Linked DNA regions of Zea mays: region 1 is linked to region 2. A link is a contact called in public Hi-C data. All regions are on one chromosome and are shown on one strand. Each heading gives the region's core, a stretch centred on a gene start, on an enhancer-like site or on the middle of the called end of the contact. The rest is flanking DNA. Distances are from core to core; before and after follow the strand shown. Region 1 overlaps LOC100274434. Region 2 overlaps LOC100275018 (putative protein kinase superfamily protein).

Evidence for each region. A called contact is a pair of places that touch in the nucleus more often than the background predicts.
Region 1: a Hi-C map of ear shows a contact between it and region 2, with 2.3 times the contacts expected there. The contact joins two enhancer-like sites. A contact is called at or near these places in 3 of 25 Hi-C or Micro-C datasets (ear and leaf).

What each region holds. Positions count from the first base shown.
Region 1 is chr5:22,533,268-22,537,895 of Zm-B73-REFERENCE-NAM-5.0, reverse strand. LOC100274434 reads left to right here. Exons shown (of 14, transcript NM_001148793.1): 12 at 1-70; 13 at 200-370; 14 at 651-1,124. The coding sequence ends at 761. Among protein-coding and RNA genes, the nearest start is that of LOC100274434, 8.1 kb to the left of the region's middle. Within about 2 kb of position 1,440, at least 10 of the 20 cell types and tissues checked have an H3K27ac peak or open chromatin away from gene starts, as enhancers often do. A contact at or near this core is called in ear, where this site is marked.
Region 2 is chr5:22,402,497-22,407,288 of Zm-B73-REFERENCE-NAM-5.0, reverse strand. It overlaps LOC100275018 (putative protein kinase superfamily protein), which reads left to right. Exons shown (of 22, transcript NM_001350147.1): 14 at 1,044-1,138; 15 at 1,232-1,276; 16 at 1,359-1,418. Among protein-coding and RNA genes, the nearest start is that of LOC100275018, 22 kb to the left of the region's middle. Within about 2 kb of position 2,613, at least 12 of the 20 cell types and tissues checked have an H3K27ac peak or open chromatin away from gene starts, as enhancers often do. A contact at or near this core is called in ear, where this site is marked.

The DNA.
Region 1 (4,628 bases), core at 191-2,690, 130 kb before region 2:
CAATTCCATCGCACCACACGGGGATTGGGAGGTATCACAGTTCATTTTGAATCATGAGGGCCTCCAGCAGGTATTTTGCCAATGTGAATCCTCTTCTTCTTGCATTCTTGTCCCCATTGATACTCTGTTTAGTTTGAAGTTACTGGTGTTTCCAGTATCTTGTGTCATGGCCGTATTTAACTGTTGCTGTGAATTATAGGCTGATGCTTCTGACCAGCCTCCATCGCAATCCCCTGGGCATTTGGACAGGGGCAGAAAGCCTGTCAGAATAAACGTTGCAGATATTGTTTCAGTGTCAGCATGTGCCGATTTAACTTTACCAAGTGGTGCTGGCCTCTGTATAGAAACTATTCATGGTCCTACGTTCTTGGTATGTGTCTGATAGCTCATGCTACCTTTCGTTTGTTCATCTTTTTTCTATCATATTTTGTTGTGTTCAAGTGGGTAACATCTGTTCTACAGTATCTAGACATAGGTTACACTTTAAAATCCGCTTGTTCTTCAATCAACTGACTGAACAGTCCAACCTTCTAGAGTTAATGGGCGGCAAATGTGCAATTCTCTACTATAGTCAAGTTGACGACCGCTAGTGAAGATAAATGGTGTGGAGTACCGTAATTCACCCGATTCCTTTTTCTCTCCCACAACAGGTTGCCCATAGTTGGGAGGCTCTTGACGGCTGGCTAGATGCCATACGCCTTGTCTACACTATTTTTGCGAGAGGGAAGAGCGATGTGCTTGCCGGTATTATTACTGGTTAAATGGCTTGCTGCAGGAGGGAAGAGCGATGAACTAGCCGGGTGTTGTTACTGCCACTGGAGAGGCGCGAAGTTTTGGTGATTCAGCGTCAGCCTTATCAGTTAAATGCCCCCTTCGATTTGTTAGTATGCCTCCCATCTGTGATGTCAGTCTTCCTAGATATAGGGTATATCAATCATATATTCGGTTGTAACTCGTACTTTCCAGTGATTGGCGATAGGTCCGTTTTTTCTTTGTAAAAGTGGCCGTGTTACTGTATTATGCATTCACAGCATATGTATCGGACATTCTTTAAGTTTGATTATATTTCTCTGTAACAATGAATCGAGGCAAGATGGGCTCTGGCCCTGCTGGGCTCCACCTCCAATATGTAGAGCCGAGGAACAGGAGGGAAAGAACAATGATATACTCCCTCATTCCAAATTATAATGTGTTTTTGTTTGCTTTTCTAGACATGACTTTTGATATATATCACACACGCACACACATTATTATTATATCTAGAGACGTAGTATAAGTAATGTATCAAGAAAAGCTTAACGTCTTTAATTTAAAATGCAGGGAGTAGAAAACTCAGCCATCGCACGAAACCTACAAGCAAAGAATGGGGTTGTTTGGTTGGGGCTATTTCAGCCCGTAATCATTCATTCACGCCGCTATTTCTTCCCGTTGCTTCACGTTTGTTTACACCAATCCGTGCGCGATGGGATAGCGGGCTGTAGGATCTCATTGCCTCTCCCATGTCAGTGGTAGCCAATTCCATGCGGAGCTTAGCAAATACAAAATGGAACCAAACAAATCACGTGATTACTTTCACTGCAACAGCTACTGGCAGCATTTCGCTCTGTTCCCGTTGACGCTGGTGGCGCTGAACCAAACACTGGCAGCATTTCGCTCCGTTCTCGTTGCCGCAGGTGGCGCTGAACCAAACACTACATGCTTCGTTCCCGTTGCCGCTGGTGGTGCTGAACCAAACACTACCGAATGTGACCACGTCTCACGTACTATTTGCCCTTAATTAAGTGTACTTCTAGTCGTTAATTAAGTAGTTCTAGGATTTTTTAAGGAGATCACTGTTACTTGAAAACTATGTAGTTACATCTATCCAGATTATTTTAGCATGTAGTATAAAAAACTATTTTGTTCTAAATTATAAGGTGTTTTGTCTTTTAAATTATTTTAGCGTGCGGTAGAAAGAAAAACAAGCTAGTTTATTTTAAATTATAAGATGTTTTGAATTTTCTTAATACATATTTGTTATGTTATATATGTCTAGATATATAGTAAAATAATATATCTAAAAAATAAAATGGTTTATAGTTTAAAATAGACTAAAAACTAAAACTAGGTAGATCATACCAAGAATATACTTATTTTAGGATGAAATTCAAATGCAAGAAGTAAACACTTAATTAGAAATTATAATAGATGGAGTATAGGCAAAGGAGGCTATAATCATAGTTTCGATGACTTCCTAGTGAGAGAAACTTAGACTTGGCACAGGACTTCATGTATGAAGGATCTCTTCCCTTTAATAAAAATATTGAATGATGATACAACTTTGACCATTATTTTCTTTTAGATACACTTATAGCATCTAATACTATATGGGAATACACAAGTTGTTTTAAAGACATATATATATATACGTAATTTTTTTACATTTTAAACAACATATGGAACATGAAGACAAGAAAGGCCTTGTCATATACTACCGAGGCCTTGTTTTACCAACTCTAACCTGGAGTAGCCACAATGAGCCAGATGTACCCATGACATTCTCCACGAGAACATTAGGATGACGACAATATTGGAGACTCAATATCGTCATGCATAACTAAGGGAGACTTACTCGTGACTAGACACTATGTAGGTTCCTCTCTTTCTCCATTTGTAACACTACCCATCAACTATATAAGAGGGGGGAAGCACCTCATTCCTTCATCTCGGACACCTAACACCTCAGGTTTCCTTTGACTCATAGTCTTAGACACCTCTTTAATCCTCTCAACACTTTCACCTATTTGCAACCTCCACTGTAGATCTGAGCGTCTAGGTTCACTAACATGATGAAAAGATCTAGATGGCTAGAGGATGGGTGAATAGCCTACAAAAAAATCTATAAACTTCACACCACTAGACAAAGGTTGATAGTTAAAAACGAGGTCCTACTAGTGACTAATTTGGACTAGCTCTAATTCATCCAATGCAAGCCTCCAAAACAATTTTGTTACCTTTGTTTTCTAGTCTAACTGTACAACACCAAATAAACTACTACTAACAAGAGCTACACTAAAGAGCTACTAAACAAGGTAACTAAGTCTAGTTACAACTACAACTACCACTACCACTACCATTAAGCTACTCTAACTAGCAAGGCAAACAACTACAATTCAAAAAACAAGATATGAATGCAAATACAAGTGAGAGTAGTGATCAAACCATCGAGGACAAGTGATTGACCTAAGATATATCCTAAAGGTTTGGTTGCTTGCACAAAACTTATGTATTTATTATAACGAGTCTACAAGTGATGATTTGAGCACTAACTAGCGTAGTAATTTGGATTAAGCAAGAGGCAAAGAGATGAGTGGGAGGTATTTTTGTTGGCTCATAAGAGTGTATGATTCCTTAGAATGACAAGGGAGGGTTGTCACACCTGGTTTTGAAGATAAACCGAATGCGAACCATGTACGTGCCAGGATCAGTAATTCACGTACACAGCGATTACATAAATGACTCATCATAGCACAATGCTTCGAATTACAATAAAGAGTAAGTAATAATATTACAGACTAGAGCTATTTACATAATATAAATCAAAGTACACAGAATCAAAACGTAGCCAACGTAAACAACCCACCACAGGCAGCTGACTGGGGGAGGTCGCTAGCCTAATCCTCGAACTCGTCGAAGTCCTGGAACTCCCGGAGATCCGCCTCGACACCGTTCTCCTTCTTCTTTACTTGAGCATAGATTGCACCAAAGGCAACCTGGTGTTTTGTGAAAGCAAGGGTGAGTACACATCAACGTACCCAGCAAATGTCCCGTTTGGCTATAGTGGACTAGCTTTATGTGGAGTTAAGTCAAGCGGTTGCTTTTAGTTGGTCAGGTTATTATTACTAGTAGAAAGCCAGGTTTTAGCGTTAACCCAAGTTATTAACCCAAAGTACCCTTTCCAAATGGAAAGAATACCACTTACCATTACCATAGTCATAATCATAACCATCCTCCTCATCACCACCTGTAATCCGAACATCTCTGATCAAGTATCACTAATCAATGGAGCTCCCTTGGCCGCTCATAACCGCGAGCATGACTGATATATCAGTTTCATAACACTCTGCAGAGGTTGCGCACTTTACCCACAAGTCGTGATTCCCTCTTGCCTCGGGCCGATCAAACCCTTAAACACTACCAAGGTGAATAGGCAGGGTCTCACTACGTAGCCTTTACAAAGATTCTCCAGGGCTGTAGCCGCCCGTTAGGTTTCCTAAATGCACCGCACTCCCCCCCAAGGGGCGAACCAACCTTGGCAGAGCGAGCCGCATACACCGAGCCCCATTAACGGCACGACGGTTAAGCGAACTACACCCCGGTTCCTCTAATTATTCAGCTAAGGGCATCCCATTCCACCCTCATGGTTGCACTGTTTTCCCGGGCGATCATCCAACGAACAGGTCCTTACGGAGAGGCACTCGAGAAACCGCTTGCCCCCCTTGAATACCAAAAGTATAACATCATAAGAAAGGAGGGAAACAGCGTATCATTGATAATCCTCATCATGTTCATTGATTAGAGTTGAGCAATAGCATAAAACTAAACAATAATAATCCAACCCAAATAGGTATACAAGGACATGGATAACA
Region 2 (4,792 bases), core at 1,364-3,863:
AACAAAATTTGTCTTTTTCATTTTTTATCTACAAACTGAGTTTTCAGTTTAGATTTTAATGGTTAATAGCTAATACCGTAATTTAGCCTATTTTGATTTTTTATAATTATTTTGATATGTTAGAGATTAGATAAGTTAATGACTTTAATGATATAAAATTAAATATGAAATAATGATGAAAATTCTTAAATTATTTTTCTAACATAAGTTATGATGTCCTTATTCCTCAACCACCTCAAAATATAAATTTAAAATTCAACTTGTATATGAAGAAACAAAAAAGATAAATCTTCTCCTAATAAGATTTATCTTTTTGTTTCTCCATGTACAAGTTTAATTTCAAGTTCATATTTTTTTGACCTGATTAAGGAGCATAACTTATGGTAGAAAAAATAGGTTAAAGTTTTTTGTCATTATTTTATATTTAGTTTTGTATCATTAAAGTAATTATATTATCTGATCCCTAATTTATCAAAATAATTATAAAAATTATAATATACATTTTTAGGCTAATATATGATATTATGTACTACATCCGTTCTCGAATATTTGTCGCTCGCTAGTTAATTTTTGTACTAAAACGCGACAAATAAAAAAGAACCGAGGGAGTACTAACCAACAAAATTTGAACTGAAAGCTCGGTTTGTATATAAAAAAGTAAAAAAGATAAAAAATGTAAGGTGTAAATTGAAATAAAAGGAGTGGAGGAATAAAATAAACTAAAAATACTTTAGAGGGTTATGTGAACATAGTTCATAGGTGAGGAGAGTAATTTAGACTTTTTCCTTCTATAATTATGTTTTGTCAGTCCATTAGAGCGATACGACGCAACTCTAGGCCCATGTTAAGAGTGTAGTTCTCTCTTTATATATGAGGACATATTTTTTTTCTTTTTTAATTAATAAGCAGGAATTAGATTTAGAGTTCCTAGCTCTGTGCCCATGTGGTCACCTGCTTTGGTACTAAATTATGCCGTTGGCAATATATCTGCTGTTTGTATTTGTTGTGCCATTTGGACATTAACCTTCTTTTGCTCATTCTAGGTTATGTAGATTCATCAGGCGATAAGTCCAAACGAAGTGTAGTAGAGATTAAAGGTCGCTTCTCAGTGACATCTGAGAATGTCGATCTTGCAAAGGTAATTGAAGTGGGTGGATATACAATTGAACTTAACATTACTCTTTACTTAAATCGAGTATAAAATTTTGAAGAGTCAATCTTTACTTTGCAGGTTCAGGAAGGTCCACTTAGTAGTCTCTCCCGGAAATCACCAGAGGTGAGGTTGCTTCCATTTAGATCATGGTTACCATTCACAAGGTTACAGTCATGACTTCGTGGTTAACTATTGGTTTTATCAGGGTTCACTGTTAAGAAAATCTGCCAGCACTGGTGATTATTTTGTTAATCCTAAGCTGATGGTATACCTTTTCTTTCCCATGATTATGTTTTGCTCTAATTTCCCCAGAATTGCAGTAAAATAATTTCATTTTTTGTGGTGAAAAGAAGATTGCATACTTCCATTGCAGCACTTGGAGTTTTTGAGATTGGAAATGAGCCCTAAAAATATCTATATTGAAGGCATTAATTTTTAGACCTGCTAATTATTACCCTTCTACCACGTTAGATCAATTTGTGAAATGATTATTGCTTAATAGTACCTCGTATTAATTGATGGATACTTGAAGGGCATTTGCTGGTACCCAGACAGACATCTGATGGGAAACTTCCCATGATGTGATCTATTGATTGGTAGATGGTATAGCAGATAGATCTGTGACTCACTCTTCCTTGGAGGCTCTGACTTCTTTGATCTATTTTCTGCTTAATTTCAACTGATACAAGGGTGTCCCTTTTATAGAGACAACTTGACGATCTGCTCAGTGTCCAATAGGCCCAGCCCAGCAAGTCCCATCAACTGCCAATAACACTATACCTGATGTTAGTCGAAATACCTCCTCCATTCATCCTACCTCCGACACTTTGGGCGTGATTGGTTGCCACGATGGCTATATCCAGATTGAGTAGATGCGTTGATTTGAAACGTGTCTGTGTTTGATTGATTGTACGACACGAAACGAGCTCGTACATGCGCATGCAACCCAAACGAGCTCGTACATGCGCATGCAACCCAGGTGGTTTTTCCACCTCCCGCCTGCATGCGTGGGGAAGGCGGGGAGGGAGTTTCGCTGCTGGCCCAGGCTGATGTGCGCTCAGCGCTGTTTCTGTCTGATTGCTTGCCAGTAGGAGTCTAGCTAGGCTATCTGAGCCGAGCCAGGATGAGCAGCATTTGGTTGAGCTCATGCAAGACATATTTGTTTGGTTGTTTGTACAGACTCATGCAGACTGGTGCAGACGCTGTTTGGTTGGCTGGACAGATGAATATGTGATTACACAATTATATATATATAGAGTATGAATGGTCTAGTTTTGTTCACAAAAATCTCAAGGACACAAATATGAAATTAGTTTGACGATGAAATCTTTTAATTAGAAGATATAATGAAAAACAACCTAAAAAGCCTTCTCAATTTGTGTGCCAGTGCATGCAGCCAGCCACATGCGCCTGGCCTGCCCGCGGGCATCTCCTACGGCCCTGGCTCCGGGTCGCTTTTTGCATCTGCTCAGCCTGTATATGTAGGGAAGGGAACCAAACAAAGTGTGCTTTAAATCTGAACGGGTGCAGCTGCATGCCCGGAGAAGCGAATCAATCACGCGGTTTGTTCTATCTCAATAATGTTCTAGCGCCTCACCTTGTTTGCAACCTTTTTTCTGTTCGGAAATTTACATGTGATAGTTGTTGTTCTATCGAATTTGACGCTTTTGCCTTTTATGTTAAGGATCCACGGACAGGACATGTGATTCTTTGCTGCAATAGCAACGACGATCTCTACGCCATACCATCAACCTCATGCTGGAACAGATTGCTCTGTTGTTCACCCTATTTGATGTCCAGGCAGTGGCTGGGAGTAGGGAGGCACATATATCACCATTTTCATGGTTGGGGCGGAGGAAACTCGGAGTAATCAATGGGGACTGGGGAATGTTGAAGTTGAAGGAGGCTGAAAGGCATGGTCAGCTCTGACCATCAAGGGGTCTATCTTTGTTTTGGCGCAGATAGAGAGAGAGGGGGAGATTGAGAGAGATCGAGCACATGCTACTGCAGCAGGTATTGGACCTGACCGAAGAATGGTTGACTGGTGTGGAGCCCTGCAGGAGAAAACGAAGTGGAATAATGTGTCATGCAGATCTTAATATTAAGAGAAAAAAAGATCTCTTAGAAGACCAAATACAAGACGTCATGAAGGCGGCCCATAAATCACAGGCCACCACCAGCGGCCCCACACACAACCCAGAGATCCACCAACAAACACCTAAGAAGCCTAAGGCCTAAGGCCAGTGGCGGAGGAAATAATAATGAGTTATGGCTCAAGAAAGAAAAAAAGAGAGAAAAACATGATGCAACACATAGGACTCGAACCTGAAATCTGTTGGTAGCAAGCAGTATGAATTTACCACTACACCACCACAACAACAACAACAACAACAAAGTCTTTTTGTCCCAAGCACGTTGGGTGGGCTAGAGATGAAACCTCATATGAAAACCTCAGAGCTCAACCCCCAAAGAAAAGAAAAGGGAGACAAAGGCAAAGGAGAACCGAAAAACGACGAAACGGGGAAACACATAAAAAGAGATAAAACCCACAAGAACCAGCAAGATCTAAAGGGGCACAAGAGAAGGTCAAACGATTAAAGAGGAAAAGCGAAACTACAAATCAGGGTTCTGGCACGTGAATTGCACACTTCCACCCCTTCCTATCCACGACGAGCTCTTTATCAATATTCCACTCCTTCAGGTCCCTCTTCACAGCCTCTGTACACGTCAAGGTTGGTCGACCTCTACCTCTCTTCACATTCTTGGGACGCCTAATTATTCCGATATGCACTGGTGCCTCTTCAGGTCTTCGTTGGATATGTCCAAACTATCTCAAACGATGTTGCATAAGCTTCTCCTCAATTGGCGCCACTCCTACTCTCTCTCGTATATCAATCATTCCGGACTCGATCTCTCCTTGTGTGGCCACATATCCAGCGCAACATACGCATCTCTGCCACACTTAGTTGTTGGACATGTCGTCTTTTAGTGGGCCAACATTCTGCTCCATACAACATAGCCGGCCGGATTGCTGTCCTGTACAATTAGCCTTTTAGTTTGTGTGGCACCCGGGGGTCGCATAAGACACCCGCAGCTTGCCGCCACTCCAACCATCCAGCTTTAATTCTATGACTGACATCCTCATCGATGTCTCCCTCCTTCTGAAGCATTGATCCTAAGTAACGAAAAGTGTCTTTCTTGGGTACCACTTGCCCATCAAGACTAACATCGCCATCCTCATACCCATGGCACTGAAATCACACTTCATATACTCTGTTTAGACCTACTAAGCCTAAAACCTTTTGCTTCCAGCGTCTGCCTCCACAATTCCAACTTTGCGAAACACCACTCCTACTCTCCTCAATAAGTACCACATCATCGGCAAAAAGCATACACCATGGTATATCTCCTTGTATGTCTCTTGTGACCTCATATATCACCAAAGCGAAAAGATAAGGGCTCAAAGCCGACCCTTGATGTAGTCCTATGTTAATTGGAAAGTCATCAGTGTCTCCATCACTTGTTCGGACACTTGTCACAACATTAGTGAACATATCTTTATTAAGATTAATGTACTTTGTTGATACTTTGTGTTTTTCCAAGGCCCACCACATTACACTCCTAGGTACTTTGTCATAA